2 separate regions of the Macaca mulatta genome follow, and region 1 is linked to region 2. The links are chromatin contacts, called in public Hi-C maps. All regions are on one chromosome and are shown on one strand. Each heading gives the region's core, a stretch centred on a gene start, on an enhancer-like site or on the middle of the called end of the contact. The rest is flanking DNA. Distances are from core to core; before and after follow the strand shown.

The links. A called contact is a pair of places that touch in the nucleus more often than the background predicts.
Region 1: a Hi-C map of fetal cortex germinal zone shows a contact between it and region 2, with 3 times the contacts expected there. The contact joins the promoter of SAXO1 here to the promoter of HAUS6 in region 2. A contact is called at or near these places in 4 of 14 Hi-C or Micro-C datasets (CD4 T cells, blood, fetal cortex germinal zone and 1 more).

Annotation. Positions count from the first base shown.
Region 1 is chr15:80,145,102-80,151,804 of T2T-MMU8v2.0, reverse strand. It overlaps SAXO1 (stabilizer of axonemal microtubules 1), which reads right to left and starts at 2,989. Exons shown (of 5, transcript XM_077966040.1): 1 at 2,617-2,989; 2 at 1-70. It overlaps RRAGA (Ras related GTP binding A), which reads left to right and starts at 2,680. Exons shown (of 1, transcript NM_001194800.2): 1 at 2,680-4,441. The coding sequence starts at 3,071. The coding sequence ends at 4,012.
Region 2 is chr15:80,089,962-80,096,134 of T2T-MMU8v2.0, reverse strand. It overlaps HAUS6 (HAUS augmin like complex subunit 6), which reads right to left and starts at 1,898. Exons shown (of 17, transcript XM_028835138.2): 1 at 1,799-1,898. The coding sequence starts at 1,800.

The DNA of each region.
Region 1 (6,703 bases), core at 1,740-4,239, 55 kb before region 2:
GGCAGAAGCATCGCTTGAACCCAGCAGGCGGAGGTTGTGGTGAGCTGAGATCATGCCATTGCACTCGAGCCTGGGCAACAAGAGCAAAACTTCGTCTCAGGAAAAAAAAAAAAAAAAATAGGCATAGTGGCACACACCTATAATCCTACCTACTTGGGAGGCTGGCATGTGAGGATCCCTTGAGCCGAGGAGATGGAGGCTGCAGTGAGCTATGATCTCACCACTGCACTCCAGCCTGGTTGACAGAGAAAGACCCTGTCTCTAAAAATAAATTTTAAAATTTTTTTAAAAAAGAAAAGAAGGCCAGGCGCGGTGGCACACGCCTGTAATCAGCACTTTGGGAAGCTGAGGCGGGCAGATCACTTAAGACCAGGAGTTTGAGACCAGCCTGGCCAACGTGGTGAAACCCCGTTTCTATTAAAATTCAAAAATTAGCCAGGCGCAGTGGCAGGCTTCTGTAATCCCAGTTACTTGGGAGGCTGAGCCAGGAGAATGGCTTGAACCTGGGAGGCGGAGATTGCAGTAAGCCGAGACAGTGCCACTGCACTCCAGTCTAGGCTACTGAGCAAGACTCCGTCTCAAAACAAAAACAAAAACAAAAAATGTATAAAACTTAGCCAGGCATGGTGGTGAAGGCCTGTAGTCCCAGCTACTTGGGAGGCTGAGGCAGGAGAATCTCTTGAACCCGGGAGGTGGAGGTTGCAGTGAGCCAAGATCGTGCCACTACACTCTAGCCTGGGCAACAGAGTGAGATTCTGTCTCCAAGAAAAAAAAAAAAAAGAAAGAAAAGAAAGAATACATTAGAGGAGACTCCATAAAATGTGATATCCAGACCTTAGGAATATTCACATGAGAGAATAGAGGAAATACATCATCAAACAATTCAAGAACATTGTTCAGAATTCAATGGCATGGTTTCCAAATTAAAAGACACATTGGAGGGTCCAGCACAATGCAAATTTGAGCTCAACAATGCCAATTATCATTAAATTTCAGAACACTAGAATAAGGAAATTTTGAATATGTTTTTAGAGAGGAAAGAATAGATCAAAACCAAGAAGCAGGCATCAGACTACTGGCAGCTAAAAGATGATGGAGCAACAGAGCAATGCCTCCAAGACTCTAAGGAAAAATTATGTCCAACCAATCAAGTGTGAGGGTAAAAACAAAGAAAATTTCAGACATCCAATGTCTTGAAATTTTTACTCTCCTCATACTTTTTATCTGGAAGCTATTGGATCATGTGTTCCACCAAATGAGCCAAAAATGAGAAGATGTGAAATCAGGAAAAAGAATACCCAACTCGAAAGAATGGGGAAGGGAAACCCCAGAATGGTGGTGAAAGATAAGAAGGCTCCAGAAGAGATATCACCAAGGAGATGAAATTGAATACACTAAGAGGAGATTTTCCACATACTATATTGTATTATGGAATTTCACTCTATGATTTCCATAAACTACAGCAAAGGCCATTTTTGAACTTCTACTGTACATGTTAACAGTAGGAATTTTTTTTAATAAATGAAAGAATGGAATACCTGAATTTGTACAGTACAGTATACACTTTGAAAAGGGCTTTAGGCCAGGCACGGTGGCTCATGCCTGTAATCCCAGCAATTTGGGAGGCCGAGGCAGGTGGCTCGCTTAAGGTCAGGAGTTCAAGACCAGCCTAGCCAACATGGTGAAACCCCGTCGCTACTAAAAATACAAAAATTAGCCGGGGGTGGTGGCAGGTGCCCATAATCCCAGCTATTTGGGGGGCTGAGGCAGGAGAATCGCTTGAACCCAGGAGGCGGAGGTTGCAATGAGCTGAGATCATACCACTGCACTCCAGCCTGGGCAACAGAGCAAGACTCCATCTCAAAAGAAAAAAAAAGGACTTTAAGGTAGATATAGAGGCTTCAGTATCCTGATGACTCTCATTCATTCTGTATGAACGATACTGGAGGACACTGATTCTCTTATCTACTTGAAGACTAAGAGCAGAATCACATTATGCTTTTAGAGGGGCACAGGGTGGCCTATTGTTAGGCAAATAGACTGCAGTCAGACTAAAACCAAATTCCATTTCATCATTTAGTATATGTGTAACTTGGTCAAGTGACTTAACCTCTCTAACCTTTGATTCCCTCACTTGAAAATAGGGTTATTAATTCACAGGGTTACTGTGAGGATGGAACTAATGCATGGGATTCCATATTATCGTTTCCTCGAGCTTTGGAATTCTAATTATAAATTCTAAACTCTGAGATTACGGGAAAAGCAGATGTGAGAAAGGAATTAAAAGCACCAACTGGAAGCCAGGATGTCTCTCAAGAGGGACTCGCTATCGTCTAGCTGCGCAGCGGTGGGCAATCGCTTAACTTGTCTAAGTCTCACTTTCCGCATCTGCACATTCTCCATCTGCCCTGCCCCTGTACTCACTGGGCCAGGGAACCTGGGGAGGCCTAAGCGGACTGGGAAGTTAGGCTTTCCCTCCACTTCATCAGTCGGCTGCCCCTGCGGAAACCCGCCCAGCACACCTCGCTCCTAAAGCCAGTTGCGGTAGTGGTGGTGGGTGGGGCTTTTTTTTGGCCACCAGAGGGCAGCATTTCCCCCTGCCAACCATACACGTACCCCTAGCAACCGCAAACCCAGCTGCAACAGAACAAAAGACCGCAGTCCTTGGGCTTCCCTTCCATCTTAGGGCTCACGCTGCCCGAGTTGGGTTTCATTAGAGTAGCAGCTTTTCAAAGCTCGTCGGGCAGGAGCGGCGGAGCGACGGAGCTCTCGCGAGATCGCCGCCGGAAGTGGGTGGTGGCGGGGACGCAGCGGTTCCCTCTCCGGAAGGCAAGCGCATCTCCCAAGCCGTTGCTACCGACAGCCGCAGGCGCTCCCTTCTGAGGAAGAGCCAGCCCCGCTGCGGCCTCTCCAGCCCCGGGTTCGCGCTCTCGCCTCTCCTGCCTGCCCAGCTGCGCGGCGGAGCGGAGCGAGGCACCGCCTGCGAGTCTCCGGCAGCCCCCGGACCCCTCCCTCGGCGCTGCGTGTAGGCCGCGCCCTCAGGCCCAGTCCGCGGCGGCCCCGGCGGGTGATGCCAAATACAGCCATGAAGAAAAAGGTGCTGCTGATGGGGAAGAGCGGGTCGGGGAAGACCAGCATGAGGTCGATTATCTTCGCCAATTATATTGCTCGCGACACCCGGCGCCTGGGGGCCACCATTGACGTGGAGCACTCCCACGTCCGATTCCTGGGGAACCTGGTGCTGAACCTGTGGGACTGTGGCGGTCAGGACACCTTCATGGAAAATTACTTCACCAGCCAGCGAGACAATATTTTCCGTAACGTGGAAGTTTTGATTTACGTGTTTGACGTGGAGAGCCGCGAACTGGAAAAGGACATGCATTATTACCAGTCGTGTCTGGAGGCCATCCTCCAGAACTCTCCCGACGCCAAAATCTTCTGCCTGGTGCACAAAATGGATCTGGTTCAGGAGGATCAGCGCGACCTGATTTTTAAAGAGCGAGAGGAAGACCTGAGGCGTCTGTCTCGCCCGCTGGAGTGTGCTTGTTTTCGAACGTCCATCTGGGATGAGACGCTCTACAAAGCCTGGTCCAGCATCGTCTACCAGCTGATTCCCAACGTTCAGCAGCTGGAGATGAACCTCAGGAATTTTGCCCAAATCATTGAGGCCGATGAAGTTCTCCTGTTCGAAAGAGCTACGTTCTTGGTTATTTCCCACTACCAGTGCAAAGAGCAGCGCGACGTCCACCGGTTTGAGAAGATCAGCAACATCATCAAACAGTTCAAGCTGAGCTGCAGTAAATTGGCCGCTTCCTTCCAGAGCATGGAAGTTAGGAATTCCAACTTCGCTGCTTTCATCGACATCTTCACTTCAAACACGTACGTGATGGTGGTCATGTCAGACCCGTCGATCCCTTCTGCAGCCACTCTGATCAACATTCGCAATGCCCGGAAACACTTTGAGAAGCTGGAGAGAGTGGATGGCCCCAAGCACAGTCTTCTTATGCGTTGAATATTGCCAAATGCTCTTTCTGAAAATGCTGAATTGCCTTTTTTTGTTTGCATCCTTTATTTTTAATATTCATAATGTCGTGTGCTTAAAAGTGGGCTTTGAAGTGTGTGCTGCTTACTCCTTTCATCTTTCTCCCCGGCTCCCCAGTCTTTAAACATTGGACGCTATTTACTCGGCTACCCAGTAGAGCTTTGAAGCTGGCCTTTCTGAGAAGTTGGTATGATGTAACACTAAAGTAGGTGGTTCGTGTGTGTTCTCATTACCTGGTTATAATAGATATGCACATCAAAGCCTTTACCAGTATCTCCTGTATTCCGTATCAGATTGCAAAGATGGAATGTTACTATTTTATCAGTAAGGTATTAAAATGCATTTATAAATTCTTCTTGGCTTCATTCCTGAATAAACGTGTTAGCAATTTAAAACATGGCCTTATTTGAAATAACTCGAAAGTGCTTAATATGTAAATCTAAAGATTCTGACTGCGCACAAGTATTGCTTGACTGGCAAATTTGATTCTGTGAGTTTAGCCCCCAGCATTTTAGTGATGTTTGGTAACAGCTGTAGAAGTGCTTATGCTATGGACTCAAGCTAGACCACTTGAGTTAGTATTCTGGTCCCTTCACTTACTAGCTCTGTGAACATGAGCAAGTACTTAATTTCACTACACTTGTTCCTTCATTGGTAAAATGTGGGTCAGAATACTACTTTATAGCCAGGTGTGGTGGCTCACACCTGTAATTCTAGCACTTTGGAAGGCTGAGTGGGAGGATCACCTGAGACCAGGAGTTCAAGACCGGCCTGGGCAACATAGTGAGACCCTGTCTCTACAAAAAAAAAAATTTTTTCATTAACTAGGCATAGTGGTGGGTGCCTACAGTCCTAGCTACTTGGGAGGCTGAGAAAAGAGGATTGCTTGAGTCCAGGAGGTAGAGGTTGCAGTGAGGTATAATTGTGTCACTGCCCTCCAGCTTGGGTGACAAAGCAAGACCCTATCTCAAAAACAGCAAAAAAAAAAAAAAAAAAAAAAAAAAACACCACTTGAAAGGATGTTTAAAAGGATTAAATTCAACATGGTATTTAGGAACGGTGCCTAGCGCATAGCGCGCATAGCGTCCTGTGTTAACTACCATTACCATCTACTGAGCCATTCTTCCCCAATTTACTGGATGTGAAACCTATTTGAATATTTGATCCCTTACTAAATGTCAGGTGTTCTTAAGCACGTGTGCATTTATCTTACTGAATCCTCACAACCTATGTGGTAGGTTACTTTGATCGCTATTTTAACAGATGAGCAAATTGCTATGACCTTATTAAGCTCATACAGCTAAACCCAGGCAATCTGACTACTGACTCTCCTCATCATTACACCCCATTACTTCCATTGAAAAGTTAACCGTAAGAGTCATAGCTTTTTATTTTGTTGTTGTTGTTGTTGTTTCTTTGAGACGAGTCTCACTCTTTTGCCCAGGCTGGAGTGCAATGGCGTGATCTCACTGCAACCTCCGCCTCCCAGGTTCAAGCCATTTTCGTGCCTCAGCCTCCCAAGTAGCTGGGACTACAGGCATGCACCACCACGCCCAGCTAATTTTTGGTATTTTTTAGTAGAGATGGGGGTTTCACCACGTTGGCCAGGCTGGTCTCGAACTACTAACCTCAAGTGATCCGCCCATCTCAGCCTCCCAAAGTGCTGAGATTACAGTCGTAAGCCACTGCACACGGCAATTTTTTTGTTCTTATAACTTGCACAGATCAGCACTGATGGGTCTTAGCTTTTTAAATGTGTATTATTCCTTCATATAATTCTGAATTTACATACTGAGTAAGCTGAAGCCCAGGAAGCTAAGTGACCTTCCTCAAGGAATAGGGTTTCACTCGTTTTGGGCAAGATCACTTTCCCATTTGCATTTCTCTGGAAATTGGATAATACTGAACCAGATTCTTGGATCACCTACTTTTAAGAAAGGATTTTGAGGTTCCTAATTTGGATTGGCAATGTGTAGTAAAATGGGCAAACAGATCTAAAATGTCCCATTCCAGTTCCAGCAATAGCTGCCTTATGAATTGTTTGAAAAGAAAGCTAAGTATTTTAGAGCCAAGAGACCTGTGATCAACTCTAAGCCTCTCATTTTACACCCGAGGTGCTATCTTTGTATGGACAGTATATATAAGTGATAGGGCTTTAGAATTTCTAAGGCTTTATAAAATTATTTAATATTTATTAAACCCTTTCTAGCAGCAGATGTGGATGACACTACTTATGAAGAGTAAGAAGCTATTCAGGTGTAATTTATAAAAAGTACCTAATTAGGGCCATTGGCAATACATTAGTGTAAAGACTCCATATGAGAAAAGTGACAGTATAGATATTACTTTAAAAATTCATTTTAAAATACTACGTACAGTAAATCTAGTAATTAAAATGGAAGTAACAAAACATGTTTACCTGAATCACTGAACCTCTCAAATGTGTTGATCAGGTTATTAATATACCTTTATATGTGATCATCTTAAGGTTTGCAGGGGCATAGTTCTTTTTGATATTATACAGGAAATTCCAGAGCCAGATAGTATAAAATATTTATTGAAAACAACAGTATTTAAAATATTTACAAAGACTCCCATAGAGGATTCTCAAATATTTTCAACTTAGGATGTGGACTTGCTATTCACGGTGCCTAAAGAAAA
Region 2 (6,173 bases), core at 649-3,148:
CCCAGCTACTCAGGGGGCTAAGGCAGAAATCACTTGAACCCGGGAGGCGGAGGTTGCAGTGAGCCGAGATCGCGCCACTGCACTCCAGCCTGGGCGACAGAGCGAGACTCTGTTTAAAAAAAAAAAAAAAAAAAAAAAGCCTCTAGAAGAACTGAAAATATGTAATTTACAAAAATATAACAGATTGAGGAGAATAGAAGATGGCCAATGTATCTATCCCAAATTCCCCTTGGCCTACAGTGGGAATGATGAAACAGAGATACTGGCTAAAGTTGATAAAACATAGAAATAAAACAGAGTTATTTACAGTGGGTTATTAGGAGAGATCCATAACCTTAACAGAAGTGGAAAAAGTAGGGAAGGGGCTTTTACTTTCCATACTTTTCATTAAAAGGGTATTAGTTTTTTTTTTTTTTTTTTTTTTTTTTTGAGACGGAGTCTCGCTCTGTTGCCCAGGCTGGAGTGCAGTGGCCGGATCTCAGTTCACAGCAAGCTCCGCCTCCCGGGTTCATGCCATTCTCCTGCCTCAGCCTCCCGAGTAGCTGGGACAACAGGCGCCCGCCACCACGCCCGTCTAGTTTTTTGTATTTTTTTTTTTTTTTTTTTTTTTTTGAGATGGAGTCTCGCTCTGTTGCCCAGGCTGGAGTGCAGTGGCCAGATCTCAGCTCACTGCAAGCTCCGCCTCCCGGGTTTATGCCATTCTCCTGCCTCAGCCTCCCGAGTAGCTGGGACTACAGGTGCCCGCCAACTCACCCGGCTAGTTTTTTGTATTTTTTAGTAGAGACGGGGTTTCACCGTGTTAGCCAGGATGGTCTCGATCTCCTGACCTCGTGATCCACCCGTCTCGGCCTCCCAAAGTGCTGGGATTACAGGCTTGAGCCACCGCGCCCGGCCAGTTTTTTGTATTTTTTAGTAGAGACGGGGTTTCACCGTGTTCGCCAGGATGGTCTCGATCTCCTGACCTCGTGATCCGCCCGTCTCGGCCTCCCAAAGTGCTGGGATTACAGGCTTGAGCCACCGCGCCCGGCCAGGGTATTAGTTTTTAATACCTTCTCCGTTGTTTTATGCTAACTCCAGCATGCCTTACTAATTCAAAAATTAAAAATTATAAAGTTAAACCACCTTCAAAGGCTCCCTTGAGTTCAAAAGGCATTTTGTACGTAAGATTCCCCTGCTCTTCCACTACTACCCGCCATCCCTCCCACTACTCCACAGACCACCCCTCCACCACCTAGGCAGAATTAAGCTGTCCCTCCAGTTTTGCACTCTGCCCATCTGCAGACTTTGCACTCGCCTACAGATCGCTTCCGGCACTCTTCCATTATTTACTGTCTGCCTCTGCTACTAGGCTGGCAGCAACTGGGAGTAGGAACTTTGGAGTCAATGCCTGGCACAGAGTAACCGCTCAACCAATTCTGATTAATCAACCTCCGGGGTATACAAAAGGGCAAGGCCGGGATCCCCCGGCTCAGGCTCCCTCGCCCCGACAGCCCCGGCCTCCTTACACTCCGAGATGCGTGTGCGACACGATCTTTCCGCAGGCAATGGTTGCCGGGCCTGGCTCGAAGCCGAGCGCCTGCAGATACATCCAGAGATGCTCCTTCTCGAAAGCGGTGACCGAAGCCGAGCTCATCCTCGCGGTAGGCACGGCGGCTGCGAAGAAAGAAAGCGCAAACCCAGGGGACTCGGAGGGCCCTCAAGATCCCTCCCTACGGTCAGCCTGAGGTCGCGGCGGTCCTTCCATTGCCAAAGTCTGCTCCTTTCTCGCCCCGAGCCATTTCGCCTCAAAGGGACTTACATCCTCCGGGAAACTGAGCTTCTAACGGTAGTGCGGGCACAACTGCCTCAGCAAAGCCACCACAAACCGAGACTCCCGCCCTTAAGGAAGAGCAGTATGCGCCTGCGCCGCCAGTCTTCCGAAGGAGGAGGGACTTCCCGGAAGGACTATATCTCCCGCCATGCCATGCGCCCTTCTCTCCTCCCTTCCGGTCATGCCCAGCCAAGAAACTACCAAGACCCACGCGGCATTGCGCGGCCAGCGAATTGTTCTGCGCTTGCGTAACGGCTATCTTGCCCAGATCCTCGGGTCTTCGGGATTTTCTGATTGTTGGTGTGTGGGGTTCATTTGCTTGTGTATGCTAGTTGTTACGTCACATAAAAGCCATAAATGGAGCACTGTACCTCGGTGTAGAGAGAAGAAGCATTGGTTCCATCCTCCGCTATGCTCACTGTGACTCTGATCAAGTCACGTAATCTCTGAGCCTCATTTCTGTCATTAGCGAAATCTATGCCCTCAAATACTAGAATACTAGATGCTCCTTTGCCTGCTTTAAATGAAATCTGGCTCCCTACTCCCCCTGCAGCCTTTTTTTTTTTTTTTTTTTTTTTTTTTTGAGACGGAGTTTCGCTCTTGTTGCTCAAGTTGGGGTGCAGTGACAAGATTTCGGCTCACTGCAACCTCCGCCTCCCGGGTTCAAGCATTTGTCCTGCCTCAACCTCCAGAGTAGCTGGGATTAACAGGCGTCCACCACCACGCCCGGCTAATTTTTTGTATTTTTAATAGTCTCTGAAAGCACAATAGAGACAGTTTCACCATGTTGACCAGGCTGGTGTCGAACTCCTAACATCAGGTTATCCGCCGTCCTCGGCCTCCCAAAGTGTTGGGATTACAGGCGTGAGCCACTGCGCCCGGCCGCCTGCAGTTCTCTTAACTGACGGCTGTTGCCTACCACAAACCCCATAGACAACAGGGCCTCGAAATGGATTGGGTAACCTGCTTTTAAGTCTCATTGCTACCTCTGGCAATTATTGCCTCCTGCCTCACTAAAACCACCTTAATAAAAAGAGGCCAGGCACGGTGGCTCAAGCCTATAATCCCAGCACTTTGGGAGGCCAAGGTGGGTGGATCACCTGAGGCGGGGAGTTCAAGACCAGCCTCACCAACATGGAGAAACCCGGTCTCTACTAAAAATACAAAATTAGCCTGGCGTGGTAGCGCATGACTGTAATCCCAGCTCAGCTACTCGGTAGGCTGAGGCAGAAGAATAGCTTGAACCCAGGAGGCAGACGTTGCATTGAGCCAAGATCCTGCCACTGCACTTCAGCCTGAGTGACAAAGTGAGACTCTGTCTCAAAAAAAAAAAAAAAAAAAAAAAAAGAGTGAGAGGAGAGAGAGAGAGAGAACCCACCAAGTTGCCCAGGCTGGGCTCGAACTCCTGGGCTCAAGCGATCTGTCCACCTTGGCCTCCCAAGGAATGAGCCACCGCGCCCAGCCTAAAACCACTTTTTGAAGTTTATGCATAGCTTTTCACTGTGGAGGTCATTGTAAGATCTCTGATTCCATTCTGGTGGTGCAGCCTGTGGTCCAGTTGCGCAGGAGGCTGAGGTGGGAAAATCATGTGGGCCCTGGGAAGCTGAGGCTGCAGAGAGCTGTGATTGCACGATTGCACTTCATTCAGCCTAGTGACAGAGCAAGACCCTTCTCCAAGCAAAAGAACAGCAACAAAAAAAATCTCTGACTCCTGTCAACAAAGAGTCAAACTCTGTAAAATTGTTACCGGTAAAAACAGAGTCTTGATCCAGACCCAAAGAGCAGGTTCTTGGATCTTGTGCGGGAAATAATTTGAGGTGAATCACAGAGCACAATGAAGGAAGGAAGTTTATTGGAAACTACTCCGTTGAAGAGCGGAGCAACCTCAGAAAGGAGGCGGAGGAACACACGGTCCTTTGTTACTGTCTCTACTTATGAGAAACTATAAAGAGCTGTAATTAAACTTGGAATGCGCAGATGTGCTCACTAAAGGTGGGGCTATTGTGCTTTCAGAGACCATTAATCTTTCAACCTATGCTTGCTCATTAACATCATCTTTAAGTAAAGTTGGCTGCTCTTTAGAGCATCTGGACATTCTGCAGGATTGGTGGGAGATGTCCTGTATGGCCATAAATATTCTGTTATTATAATTGGTGGCAAGCTTAGAATGTGGCTGTTTTTAGACCATAAGCATTAATTTTATAGGAGCCTTGTAAGTGCCTAACTAGTTTAAGATGGAGTCACTTGAGTCATGTTTTATTAAACCAGAGGCCTGGAAAGCAGGGGTTCCTCTAACAAAATATTTAAAGAAGTTTATTCTGAGCCAAATATGAGTGACTATGGCCTGAGGCACAGTCTCAAGAGTTCCTGAGAACATGTGCCCCAGATGGTGGGGCTATAGCTTGGTTTTAGGGAGACATAAGACATCGATCAATACATGTAAGGTATACATTGGTTCTGTACAGAAAGGTGAGGCAACTCAGAGTGGAGGGTTCAGGTCATAGGTGGACTCTAAGATTTTCTGATTGGGGCGGGCATGGTGCCTTACGCCTGTAATCCCAACACTTTGGGAGGCCGAGGCACTTGAAGTCAGGAGTTTGAGACCAGCTTGGTTAACATGGTGAAACCCCGTCTCTACTAAAAATACAAACATTAGCCAGGAATGGTGATGCGCACCTGTAATCCCAACTACTCAGGAGGCTGAGGCAGGAGAATCGCTTAAACTCAAGAGGCCAAGGTTGCAGGGACCTGAGATCGTACCACTGAATTCCAGCCTGGGTGATTCGGTGAGACTGTCTCAAAACAAAAAAAAACAACAACAAAAAAGATTTTCTGGCCGGGCGCGGTGGCTCAAGCCTGTAATCCCAGCACTTTGGGAGGCCGAGACGGGCGGATCACAAGGTCAGGAGATCGAGACCATCCTGGCTAACCCGGTGAAACCCCGTCTCTACTAAAAAATACAAAAAACTAGCCGGGCGAGGTGGCGGGCGCCTGTAGTCCCAGCTACTCCGGAGGCTGAGGCAGGAGAATGGCGTGAACCCGGGAGGTGGAGCTTGCAGTGAGCTGAAATCCGGCCACTGCACTCCAGCCTGGGTGACAGAGCGAGACTCCGTCTCAAAAAAAAAAAAAAAAAGATTTTCTGATTGCTATTGGTTGAAAGAGTTAAGTTACTATCTAAAGACCTAGAATCTATAGAAAAGTGTCTATCAAGATAAGTGGTTGTGGACACCAGGGTTAGTATGAAGTCTCATAGGTGGCCACTCAAAAGTACTAGAAGCTGGGTGTAGTGGCTCATACCTGTAATCCCAACACTTTGGGAGGCTGAAGCTGTGGATTGTTTCAGCCCAGGAGGCAGAGGTTGCAGTGAGCCCACATCATGCCACTGCATGCCAGTCTGGGCAACAGTGCAAGACCCTGTCTCAAAAAAAAAAATTTACGCTAGACACAGTGGCTCGCACCTGTAATCCAGCATTTTGAGGGGCCAAGGTGGGCAGATCACCTGAGGTCAGGAGTTCAAGACTGGCCTGGCCAACACGGTGAAACCCAATCTCTACTATAAAGACAAAAATTAGCCAGGCATGGTGACAGACGCCTGTAGTCCCAGCTACTTGGGAGGCTGAGGCAGGAGAATTGCTTGAACCCGGGACGGAGAGGTTGCAGTGAGCTGAGATCACATGCCATGCCACTGTACTCCAGCGTGGGTGACAGAGCAAGTATTGGATTCTCAGTTAATCTCTTCAGGATGGGGATGGCCTGCCAGGGGAAAGATCTACTTATTGCAATAGAGATTCTATTTATGTATTTATTTATTTATGAGATGGAGTCTCACTCTATCACCCAGGCTAAAGTGCAGTGGTGCCATCTCGGCTCAGTGCAACCTCTGCCTCCTGGGTTCACGTAATTCTCCTGCCTTGGCCTCCCAAGTAGCTGGGATTATAGGCATGCGCCACCATGCCCAGCTAATTTTTGTATTTTTAATAGAGAAAGGGTTTCACCGTGTTGACCAGGCTGGTCTGGAACTCCAGACCTCAGGTGATCTGCCCGCCTCGGACTCCCAAAGTGCTGGGATTACAGGTGTGAGCCACCGGCCAGCTTCTTTACAGATGTAGATTTCCCCCCATAAGAGACGGTTTTGAAGGACCATTTCAAAATATAACAAAGAAACATATTTTGGGAAAAAATATTTTAATTTCCTTCTTTATCTGTCAATGTTATGCCAGTCAAGTTGGAAAGTAAGCTGGGTTATATAGGCTTAAACAAAACCCATCTGATGAGATTTTTATGACTTGTAGGACATGACTCCCCAAGTTCTATAGATAGGAATTTGGACAAGAAAGAAAAAAGGTCAGAGTTTACTCCTCAC